2 separate regions of the Danio rerio genome follow, and region 2 is linked to region 1. Evidence: chromatin contacts called from public Hi-C data. All regions are on one chromosome and are shown on one strand. The core of a region is the stretch at or near the end of the contact, and the rest is flanking DNA. Distances in the headings are between cores, read along the strand shown. Region 1 overlaps nrxn3a (neurexin 3a). Region 2 has its middle 8.5 kb from the start of sptlc2a.

Evidence for each region. Hi-C and Micro-C count contacts between places; a contact is called where the count stands out from the background.
Region 2: a Hi-C map of an unstated tissue shows a contact between it and region 1, with 3 times the contacts expected there. The contact joins two enhancer-like sites. A contact is called at or near these places in 2 of 18 Hi-C or Micro-C datasets (hematopoietic stem cells and an unstated tissue).

What each region holds. Positions count from the first base shown.
Region 1 is chr17:18,557,933-18,564,275 of GRCz12tu, reverse strand. The region is part of intron 10 of nrxn3a (neurexin 3a); the gene reads left to right. Among named protein-coding and RNA genes, the nearest start is that of nrxn3a, 150 kb to the left of the region's middle. Within about 2 kb of position 3,500, at least 5 of the 62 cell types and tissues checked have an H3K27ac peak or open chromatin away from gene starts, as enhancers often do.
Region 2 is chr17:19,061,441-19,067,783 of GRCz12tu, reverse strand. No RefSeq gene overlaps it. Among named protein-coding and RNA genes, the nearest start is that of sptlc2a, 8.5 kb to the left of the region's middle. Within about 2 kb of position 3,998, at least 12 of the 62 cell types and tissues checked have an H3K27ac peak or open chromatin away from gene starts, as enhancers often do.

The sequences.
Region 1 (6,343 bases), core at 2,251-4,750:
TCTGCGTTTTCCAAAACTTCCATTTTGAAACTGTTTTTTCAGTTTATGCATTTTTAGTCACCATAACACCATTGTTGTGTAAACAAACAGGCAAAACTTTTTGGCTATAAACAGACCCTAAATGATCTGTTGCATTTGCAGACCCACCACACTCACAGATGATAATGTTTTACACTCGTACCGGAATATGAGGAAAGTAGCTACATTAGTTTTTATTAAATAAATAAATTTGGTTGTTAAATTGTTTTGAAAACAATATTCATTCCAAAGGAGAGACATTGTCTTGATTTGTTGTTTATCATCAAGGCCAGTGTAACTTTGTGTTTGATTTGTTATATGTAAATGCATTTTTTCAGATGTTTTTTTTTTACTTCGGTATAACTTATATTGATCATATAACATGTGTTTTATTTAATATTGGTGTAAAAATAATTTTTATTCAAGTTTAATAGTTGTAAATTTGAAGATTTTAATTATTTGCCCCCAATATTTTTCTCTCAATGAAATTTAATAGCCTACTTGCTGTTTTTAATAAATGAAATAATAATAATAGTAATGATAATAAATTGTAAATAAATGATAAATAATAATTGTATATATTGCAATTTTATAGTTTGTTTTGGATAATGTGATTGGAGATCTTTTTCTGAAATATAAAGGTCGGGACGGATCGTTTTCATTTTAAAATGCTGTGGTAAAATGAAAAGTATAAAATTAACCTTAGCTGTCTCTCACAGATCTGCTACATTTTTCAGATCACAAGTGTTGGCAGTTTCAGAAACATTTAGAAGCAAAAGAGAGGGCCTTGATCTGATGAAACTGCGCTGTTACACCACCCCTTCTGTAGTATAATCTACGCCAATCACTATCATTCCTGCTTTCCTCACTTCTAAAATTTTAAATGAACCATAAAACGACAAGGAAGACCGCACAGTAGGGAAGCAGCAAGAGAGTCTGCATAAGAAAGACAAGAAATATGGAAAATGTGGCGTAGCGTTTAGCATATGTGCCCGTAAGTGATGTGGAGCTGCGGTGCCCATACAAGTAATTCAGAGTTAAAAGCAACCTGCTTTGCTTCAATTTTACTAAACCAAATCCTCCCCTCCAAAGATAACACATATGAATATTATGAATATAAACAAACAACATCATTTCACAACTTTATTTTATTTTGTAAAATCAGAAGTACTTAAATAGTATTTTAAAAAAATCGAATTGGAATGTTACCGTTTTCCCATATTTTAAAAACATTCTTTTATTAACCGAAAGTAAAAAAATAAATGAATTATTACAGTAATATAAAATAAATAAATGATATAAAAATGAAATAACATTGAAACATTAGCAACATGTCTTTACTGATGCTAGCTTAAGTTTAAGGTTGTCTATGTTTGTATGCCTGCGTGCATGCATGTGTGTGCATGTGAAAATTAAAAGACCATTTCAAGGTTATTAAGGTTATTATAAGTTGTCTGGATTTGGCATTTATTGACCATTAAAATGTGGTCATGTCATTGACCCATGAACATTTCCACCTATGAACATTTCCTCCTTGTCAAACTATTTCAAAACTAGTAACAAGAGGGAATTTAATCATAGCTGGCACTACTTGACAAGGGTCTTGCTGTCGATCCCAAGTTGTTAGAGCAACAAATAATAGCTTGACTTCTAATTGATTATTTGGGAAAAGTGGTAGAAGGTAGATTTTTCTGATGAATCATCTGTTGAACTGCATTCTAATCATCACAAATACTGCAGAAGACCTATTGAAACCTGCATAGACCCAAGATTCTCACAGAATCAGTAAAGATTGGTGAAGGAAAATAAATGATATAGACAGCCAGATCTCACGAGAAATGTAAGTATTTTGCTCTTTGTCAGTTTACCCCGCTCCTAAACCCCACCGTCATTGGGTGATGAGCAAATCGTACTAGATTGTACTAATTAGATCATACAAATTCATAGAAATTAGCCACTAAATCAAAAAGTTACGAATTGCCGTGATATTGCGTTACATTCAGTATGGGGGCGTGCGAGAGATTGCAGAGAGGATGGCAACATCAACAGCCTGAGGGATCAAGACGTGTGGTGCCCATTACTGTACATTACAAACCACAAGAGAGGGCAAATTCTTCAGCAGGATAGTGCTCCTTCTCATACTTCAGCCTCCACGTTAAAGTTCCCGAAAGCAAAGAAGGTCAAGGTGCTCCAGGATCGGCCAGCCCAATTACCAGACATGAGCATTATTGAACATATCTGGGGTAAGATAAAGGAGGAGGCATTAAAGGTGAATCCAAAGAATCTTGATGAACTCTGGGAGTCCTGCAATTCTTTGCCATTCTGCAGTCGTCCAAGCTCATGGTAGTCATACACAATATCAGTTCTTCTTTCACTGCAGGATGACTTTATATTCCTATACTGTGCATTATTTCTGTTAAGTGACAAGACTTTTGTCTAAGCAAAGTCAGACATTACTGTCCTAATTAAATAAATAAAAATCAAGGCATGGTCATATTTTATTTTGGTAAAATAAGCGTAATCTAGAGGCCTTTGCCTTTCATCTAAGCCACTTCTGGTACCAAATGATTAACTAGAAGTCAAGCTATTATTTGTTGTTCCTAAAACTTGGATAGGTGACACAACTTTTGTCAGGTAGTGTATTGTTAAAACAGCTGCCATAATATTATTTTTTAATATGTAACTCTTTTTGGATTCTTGGAAGCTATAGAAATTAAAAATGTAAAACACATTGGGACCATTGTTTTTGTTTACATCTCTCTAAATTGTCTGAATTATGTGTTCGTTAATTTTAAATAAGTATATTATAATTTAAAATGTCTATTTACAAAAAAAAAAGACTAGGTCAAAATTAAAAAAGTATTAAGATAAAATGTTTTATATATGTTTTATGTTTTATACTGTATGGAATATAGTGTATACTATATGTATGTGTGCAGTAAAAAAATGTGTATATATATATATATATATATATATATATATATATATATATATATATATATATATATATATATAAAATTATTAATATTATTTTAAATTCTATATAAGATTTTTACTTTATACATATATATGTATATATATTGTTTTGAGTGCCTCTCAGTTTTTGATTGCGGACTTTGGCGCCTGGCATTTCTGTGACATTGAAATCCCTTCTGACACATGAGATTACAGAGGTTGTCTTAGTAGAGAATGAAAGTGTCCATTAACTCTCTCTTTCATTGCTGTCTAGAAGTAATAATAAATATTAAAGAGATTTGTGACTTTTATTTGTGCCTCTCTCTTCTATCTTTGACTGTCTCCAATAAAAAAACGAAACCCAAGAAGAGAGGGATTCATGAAGGGCTTGTGGGTTTGCTGTAAGCGCTGCGGCTCTGCGGTTGAAAACAGTTTATTTTCAGTGGCAGGAGAGTTATTGAACTGTTTCTAATCCAGCTCTGAAGCTAAATGAGTGCAGACGAGAGCGGCTGAAACATAACAGAGTAAATCCTTTTGTGCCGGCGCTGGGAGGAGCAGGCAGAGGAGGACGTGCCGGATGGATTCTGTCCTCCTCTTCTCGTTTTTTTTTTTTTTTTTTTTTTTTTTAAGGCGGCTCTAAATTATTCAAATTGTTGCTGCAGTATGGCTACCGTTCGCTATTTATGGCAACTGCGGGTGTCAGAAAGCCCCCTTCAGGGTTTCACTATGAAGCAATCCCGGGCCACACCAAACATCTTAAGGAACTCGGACCATTGTGGAAAATTGACATGGTTATGGAGGATTGAGAACAGTAATATTAGTTAAAGTCAATATTCAGTGAGTGATGGTGTTAACTGTAATGTTTTTAGTATGTTTTAATGGTTAATACATAGTTGTTGTACCCTTCAAAACAATACACAACAATGATATTGAAATCTTATGGCCTCTGCTGCCATCTAGTGCCAAGTAGAGGAGTTGTTAAGCTGTTGTTGTGGTCAAGCCATGAAAATAGAGGACGTTTTAAGGACACTTGCTGTCTTCTGGGTACTTGTTGTGTTTGGTGCTATGCATATGCAAAGATGTAGTTCATTTCTAAGACTGTTCATACTTACAGGCTGTGTTTTAATTATACAACATTCCTCTATTGATGTATGGGTCAAAGATAGAGGTTTCAAGCATTAAACAGTAAAAATGTATACATTTCCCCTTCATACATTAGAATATGTCCTGTTTTCTTCTGAGCCAAAAAATGACTCTTACATGTTTACTGGATTTCCATATAACATCCACTAAAGTGTAAGTGGATGACATTAAAACACTTAAGGGTCATTTTATGCTGTTTAAACTTTAAATAAATGTATCTGTTGTGCTTAATGATGTTTTTATCGCAATTAGTGGTGTTATGTGAAACATTAAAGAAGACTTTTTACTAGCAGTGATGACTTCTACATTATTATTTTTGTACATTTAGTTGATATGGATATTAAAATAGGATGTCTCATTTATTGACCTTTTTGAAAGTGTACTTTATGGCCATTCAAAGGGATAGTTCATCGTAAAATTAAAATTATGTCATCTTTTACACACACTTGACTTGATCCTAACCAGTTTGATTGATTATTTATTATTATTTTGTTTATTTTTTTATTTGAAGAATGTTTTTAAACCTGTAACCATTGACTTCCAAAGTATTTGTTTTTCCTACTATGGATGTGAATGGTGACAGGTTTACAAAATAGTGCAAAACAACTTATTTTGTGTTCAACAGAAACAAAAGGGTGAGTAAATGATGGCAACTTTTATTTTTGTATGCACCTTTGCTTTGAGAAAAATCATAGATTCATTTAGTTTTTAAGACTTAAAACTATTACAATTTACTATTACTTAAAACTATTGGACAATTACGAATTAATATCGTCCCAAACCCCTTTAGATGAAGTTAATCTTATTCAATCATCTGTTTTATTTATGAATTATTTATTTTTGTTTTATTTATGAATAACATGACAATAACATGAATTTCACATGCAGACCAAAGGCTTGGAAAAAGATTTAATTCAAAGATATAGTCACATTTAAGATTCTCTTTTAGGTTTGTTTACGATTTATCAGTTGTTTGATTGCAAAAAAAAAAAAAGTCCCTTATGATAAAATCATGCTCATTGAGATTGACCCTTTGTCATGTATAAGCACATGTAATGTCTCTGTCTTGTTGGAGACTGCATTAACATCATCTAGGTTATTTGCTCTTCTCCTGTGATGCATGAGTTAGCATGCATATGATAGTGTGGGTGTGACCACCTGCAAGACCACCAGTGTAATTACAAACCTGTTTCCTCAGTGATTTGCATTTAGTTAAAATGTTTGCATGTCAAAAAATTACATAAATGAAGAATTATGATGTAAAGTTGAAGTCAGAATTATTAGCCCCCCTGAATTTTTAGCACCCCTGTTTATTTTTTCCCCAATTTCTGTTTAACGAAGAGAAGATTATTTCAACACATTTCTAAACATAATAGTTTTAATAACTCATTTCTAATGACTGATTTCTTTTATATTTGTCATGATGACAGTAATTAATATTTTACTAGATAATTTTCAAGACACTTCTATACAGATTAAAATGACATTTAAAGGCTTAACTAGATTAATTAGGGTAACTATACAAGTTAGGATAATTAGGCAAGTTATTGTATAATGATGGTTTGTTCTGCAGACTATCAGGAAAAAATACAGCTTAAAGGGGCTAATAATTTTGTATAATAATTGCTTATTATTAACTAAAAACTGCTTTTATTCTAGCCAAAATAAAACAAATAAGATTTTTTTCCAGAAGAAAAAATATTATCAGACATACTGTGAAAATTTCCTTGCGCTGTTAAACATCATTTGGGAAATATTTAAAAAAGAAAATTAAAATCAAAGGGGGGCTAATTATTTTGACGTCAACTGTATATATTTGTGTTTTTACAGCGAAAAACAGTTGAAGTCAGATTTATTAGCCCCCCTTTGTTGTTTTTTTCCCTTTTTTAAATATTTCCCAAATCTGGTTATGAATATTTTAGATGAAGCCTTCAAAGTGACATCAGAGAAGGACCGACACTCCAAACATGAAAGCATGGGCAGACTTTTATTGCCAATAAATAAATAAGCGGATTAATTTACACAGATGAATTCTTCACCTAAATAATAACAATATACTTTAGCAAAGTTACCATGGCAAGTTTAGATTTTCACACACTTTAATAACACACAATAGCTGATTGGATGCCATCAAAAATGATTTCAGATTTAAATTGAGCAGCTGGAGAAAAGTGTCTCTTTAAGTCTTAATTTGGCACCACAGGAGCTGATAAAGGTTAAGAGGGAC
Region 2 (6,343 bases), core at 2,749-5,248, 500 kb before region 1:
GAAACAGTCTCTTAAAATATTTTATAGAACGAAAATTAATTTGCGATTTTCAGTTAAAGTTATAATTTTCTTTCTTCATTTTCATCATTGTGGTTATATTGTAATTGTACTTTTGTCATTTGTAATTGAATCAAATTTGTTTGAGAATAAAAAAAATATCGTTGCTGCTTGTTGAAACTACTTATTAAAAATGAGCTGAACCCACACAATTCTTTAGTTTTTTTTGTGGGATAACTTAATTGTTTTAAGTTCAATCCACTTCATTTTTTAAACAATTAAGTTAGTTTAATCAATTAGTGTTGGGACAACATAAAGGAGTTGTGAGGAGCCCAACATGTTTACAGTGAAGAAAGAAAGAAAGAAAGATACATTTTTTAATGATTTCAAGAGAATCTGATGAAACGTACAGCATTTGGTTGTTTTTATCACCCAGAAGCTGTGAAAACCTCGTTCAGCGAATCAGTTTTGAGCACAAACACTCTCTTCTGTTCTTCTGCGTCTATCTCCACACTCTCCGCCTCAGGCAGACTAGGATTTTTACAGCACCACCAAAGAAATCTGCGCCAGAAACATTAAACACAAGCCCTTTATCTCCCCTCTCCCTTCTTCTCCACACAAACCGCTCTATGTTTAATTAAGAAGAGAAAAAAAAGAAACAATAAAGGCAAGAAGTGTAGGAAAGCGTTCGCACGGAGCCTTTAAACGCTCTAAACGCTCGTTTTTTCCCCACTTCATCTTCTCGCTGCATTGACTTTTCACTCTCGGATGCTGGACTGTGGTTTATATAAGCGTTTTTTTGGGTAGAATGTCACTCAAGGAGATTGGTGTCAGAGCTGATAACGTACCAAAGTGATCGGAGACCGAGATCTCGCCACCTAATTATGGAGACTCTTGGCCGCCGCGCATCTGGACGGCCGCGATAAGAGACTGCAGCTGACGGGAATAAAGCGTCCGTGAGGCGGGGGATCTCTCTCTCTCTCTCTCTCTCTCTCTCTCTCTCTCTCTCTCTCTCTCTCATGCACTGGAGTTGGAAAGTGAGTGGGAGAGAGACCCGGAGAAAAAGAGAGCGCGGGAAACTGAGTAAAGGTGGCCATTTTCTTAAGTCACGGCGCAGTGCGGATGAGGAGGATATCAAAACGCAGTGTGTGTTGACTGAAACTATGAGGGCTTTTATGTGAACAGGTTTATATTTGTTAGCTATCAACGGACATAAGAGCTTATCAGTTCATTGTGTTAAGATTGTGGTGAAACTACTGTACAACACATTTATCACTTCAACATAATACCCTATATGTGCCTACACACACAAACACACAAGGGCTGCCAACTTATGGTTTTAGCTTGGTGTGAAGATTTCTGGCAAACAGATAAATGGACAGTAGAGTTTTTTTTAAAGCCACGAACATCAGTCGATTCCTCAATGTGTTTGGTCATTTCTGTTGAGCACTGGTGAATAGGCTACTATGGCAAATCAGCAGTGTTGATAAATTTGTATCACTTTCTTGTTGCAGATAAAATACAGCCAGGTACAATGCCATTGCGGATGCAATTACACTGTAAAAACATGCAGGGTTCCAAACAATTCATTCCTGTTGTCCCAACACAAATTGATTAAGTTAACACTTTTTACAAATTTATGTGGGTTGAACATAAAAAATTAAGTTGTCCCAATGAAATCTCAAGTTTCTCAAATAGTGTTGTTTCAGTTCATTTTGATTAAGTTGTTAAAACAAGTAAAAAAAAATTATATATTTTTGAGTGTATATTGATCCAATATCACAATGAAACCATAGGTTCAATTATACACCATATTTAGCCTATAAAGGACTGATAATTACAACAACAAAAAAAAAAAACAGAGTTTATTTTTTACTGAGAATATGATGTAATTCATTTTAACTATCTGTAACTGTTAATATTATAACAACAATGATGGTTATATAAGAAAAGAAGGATGAGGACATTAAGCCTATGGTTAATAAAGAAAAAAATCTCCCAATGTCATAATTTTTAATTAATGTCTATTATCAAATTATAAATACATACACTGTAAAAAAAAAAATGCTGGATTGCACACAATCAAATTGTGTTGTGACAACATGAAAGAATTAAGGTAGCTTATTATTTTTTTATATAAATTTAAGTAGATTGAACACAAAACATTTAAGCTGTTGCAAAAAAAAAGCCTCAAGAATTGTGTTATTTCAGCTCAATTTAAATAAGTAGCTTGAACAAACAACAAATGTCATTTTTTAGGGTACACACATACATGTATTGATCATAAATCAATGTTACACTCAATATTTCTATAAAAATACTCACAAAAAAGTTTTGTTTAAAAAATTAACAATATGTATTTTTTCACATTTTCTCTCGTGCATTTTGCCATTTGTAAATATTTAGTGTTGTAATCAGGGATGGGCAGTATGTATTTCAAACACAAAATAGTATTTTGTCATTTGTATTTGATAAGGTTTGTAAATGGGTTAATATTTTGTATCAAAATACTTTGTTGTCTTGTATTTTTTTTTTATTTTTAAAAGACTGTAAAATATTTTATAAGAATATTGACGTCATAAAAATGCGACCTCTGTTTGGTGCTTTAGACCAGAACATTGATTAATATTTAAGAAGGTGTTCAATGCATGCATAGAAATTCTACAACATACATAAAGAAAAAAAACAGACAAATGGGTATATTTGGGAGCAAGTCCACAATCATTGAAAATAGTATACTGCACAATGCTAAGACCAGTGATATTTCATTGAAGTGTAGTGTACAATGCATCAGCATATTCGCCTAGAAAATGAGATGTAAAATATCAGTGTAATGCAGAGCCTACAGCACAATCATTCTCAGTCTCAGTGCTGCAGGTGGAAATGCAGAGAAGGTTGAGAAATTAAAAAACACCTAAAGATGGTGTACAAGAATGATATACAGTATATTATAATATATGGGTGTTTTTTTTTAACTGGGGAAAGGGTTAAAACACTCAAATTGTTCAAACTACTTATTTAAAATGAGCTGAATCAACACAATTTCTGAGATACATTTAACACTGAGGTATTTGGTATTTTATTTTAAAAAAATACATTTCAATGTATTTTTGCCCATCCCTGGTTGTATTTTTTTTTAGCATTTTATATAAATAAAATAGCTGTATTTTTCATTTAGATTTTATATTAACTGTAAAAAAGCCACATTTAACACAATTCCTCCATGTTGTCCCAACACAAGTAATTGTTTTTAAAAATTTAGGTAGATTTAACATAAAACAGTTATGTTATCACAAAAATACACTCAGGAATTGTGTTGATTCAGCTCATTTTAAATAAGTTTGAACAATTCAAATGTTTAGACCTTCTTCCTAATAAAAAATACCCATATGTTTTAATATATACTGCAACATAATCTTTGTGGATTTTTCAGAAAAGTCCAGGTCAAGTAACAGCACACCTCTTTACAATAAACTGCACAATTTGAGGTATGATTCATGTCTTTGAGAACAAGTTACACACCTCCACTTTAATGCTTTGGATTAAGGGTTTGTTTAAATCCCTAATCTGAAGCCTACATAACAATAATTGTTATGTTGGATTTGGCAAGTGCCACTAATAATTAGGCCCCTAAAGATGACAGCAGTTGATTTACACGGTGCACATCCCTGTTACATAAATATGCAGATGACAGTGCTGAACGACAGGAACATGTCGTCTGGATGATTCAGTATTCAGAGCATGTTATCAGGCGCTCTCCGGCAAAACACACGTGACAGGAGGGGGAAAAAAAGAGCTACATTACAAACCACATCCCAAAACCTATTACAGCAAGCGGAGAATTCACTCCACTGAACAGCAGAAATGATGAAGAAGAAGAAGAAGAAAAAAAGCAGACTGAAATGAAGGATCTTCAACAGGAGCTCATCCTCTCTCTCCCCCCCCAGAGGAAGGAAAAGCTGAGGAAGCACAACACGCTAGAGCTCCTGCTGATCTGCTGGAAGTGTTTTGGATTCCCCGACACACACTTTCCAGCTTTCATTTCCTCCCACTTTCCTGTTTGCTTTAGGACATTTGGAAGGAAACCTCTGTCTTCCTGGAGCCCGTTATCAGATGATGACACATGAGGCCCTGTGCAAACAAACGCAAATGATTTGGAGCCTCTAGACGACAAAAATAAGTAATAAATAGTTAAAATTAACAAATAATATATGTTTTGGTGCAGATTATAGTAATTGAATGATTAACATAAAACATAACATAAATTCTACATTTTAAAACACACATTTAATTAGTCTTTAATAATATGATAATATATGACAAAATGTATTTAATTTAAATTAATAAATATATTTTATATTAATAGTTAATTTATATTTAAAGGGCACCTATGAAAAATCAACTTTTGGAAGCTGTTTAGACAGAACTGTGAGTAGGTATAGTGTGTCGACTATCATATTTCTGCCTGATGATAGCAGTGTGTTCCTTTCAGCAGTTGCATAAATCATTTTGTAACCTTTAAGCGACAGTGTTCACAGAAAACAATCAATTATGACAAACACGATACAGTGGCATATTTGGGAATAGTTTTAATTAAAAGTGGCAACTGCAAAAACAGGTTTTATTGTGAAGAGAAAATCATAGATCTAGACAGTCTCTTTATCTGATAGTTTGATCAGAAGCCTTTAATTCTTTTTCTATTTATCAGATTGTGAATCGTGTGTGTAAACATGTTTGTGCTGAAGCTGGCTTTCCTCAGGGGATAATCAAACCCAATAAAATCACCGGCTTAGGTTTTTTTTTTTATTTAAAATGTCCTTTAGGGGTCGCTAATGGACTATAATAGTCACCACAGACAAACTGCTTTCAAATCAGTGAAGCAGTCAGCATAGATGTAAATTTCCATAAAATATTTATTTTTTTGTTATTTAAACTAAACAAATAAATAAATTATCTTTAAACAAAATCTACAATATACTGTTTATATATGTTAACACTCTAACTCTCTAATATATATATATATACATACATACATACATACATACATACATACATACATACATACATACAGTGTTCAGTATAATTGAGTAAACCCCATTTTGGAAATGGATATTTTATTCATTTGTCAGTTTATTTTGGTGCATCTAAACAAAACATATTTATTAAACAGATATATTAATTAAAATAATATTTAGTTACCAAACATATTTGGAAATTGAAAAATAATACAATTATATTCAAGCAAAAAATATTTTTTTTAAATCTATTTTCTATTTTAGATCAATTTAAAGCTTTTCTTCTCTTAAATTTTTTTTAATGTTTATTTAATATTTTTCTATAACATATAAATTTGGGTGTGCTAGTTTTTGGACCGTTATTGTATATATACAAACAAGAAAAAATAATAACCATACAAACAAGAAAAATAAATAAATACATTTTTATTGATCTTTGATCAATAAAAAAATACAAACAAGAAAAAATAATAACCATAATATAATAAGTATAATATAATATAATATAATATAATATAATATAATATAATATAATATAATATAATATAATATAATATAATATAATATAATATAATATAATATAATATAATAAAATAATAAAAAACATTCCAAATACATTTTTAAACACACTTACAATATTTACATCACACTAACATTTATATAATGTATAAAATAGTCACTTATATTTTTTAATGCATAAATCAATCACTTTTACAATTTTCATATTTCTAAATAAGTAGTTTTTTAATGTATAAATAAATAAATAAATAAATAAATAAATAAATAAATAAAATCCTGCATTTCTTCACCAAATATACTAGCTATTTATTCACACATGATGCTCCAAACAGCATGTTTTTCATACGGTTCACATCCCAAGAGGCTGTGAAAACGCAAACCTTTTCCTTCTTTATTTTAGGCCCTTTTATCAAAAGAGCAGTTATGGCCTAAATAATGTGAAAGGTAACACAGTCACATCAAAGCCAGCAGTGCATACAGCAGGCATCTATAATGTTCTCTGGCGAACTGCATTACTCTCCACATCGAACCCGGACACAATTACAGCAGCCCTGCAACAATTTCACAGCGCGACTGTGGCCACTCAGCACATAGAGTTGCCATGGGAAACAGCGTGATTGAAAAAGACAAATTACAGGCTGCCAAAAGAGAAGAGAGAGATGGAGACAAGAAAAAAAGAGAGCATTTTGTTCTCTGCAACATGCAAGATATTTGATAAAATGCAAACAATTGTCTTTTCACCTTTAGGTAGTCTGAAGTATCATAGTTAAATACTTTCAGAAGGTAAGATTTTGCAGACACGGTGCACAGCA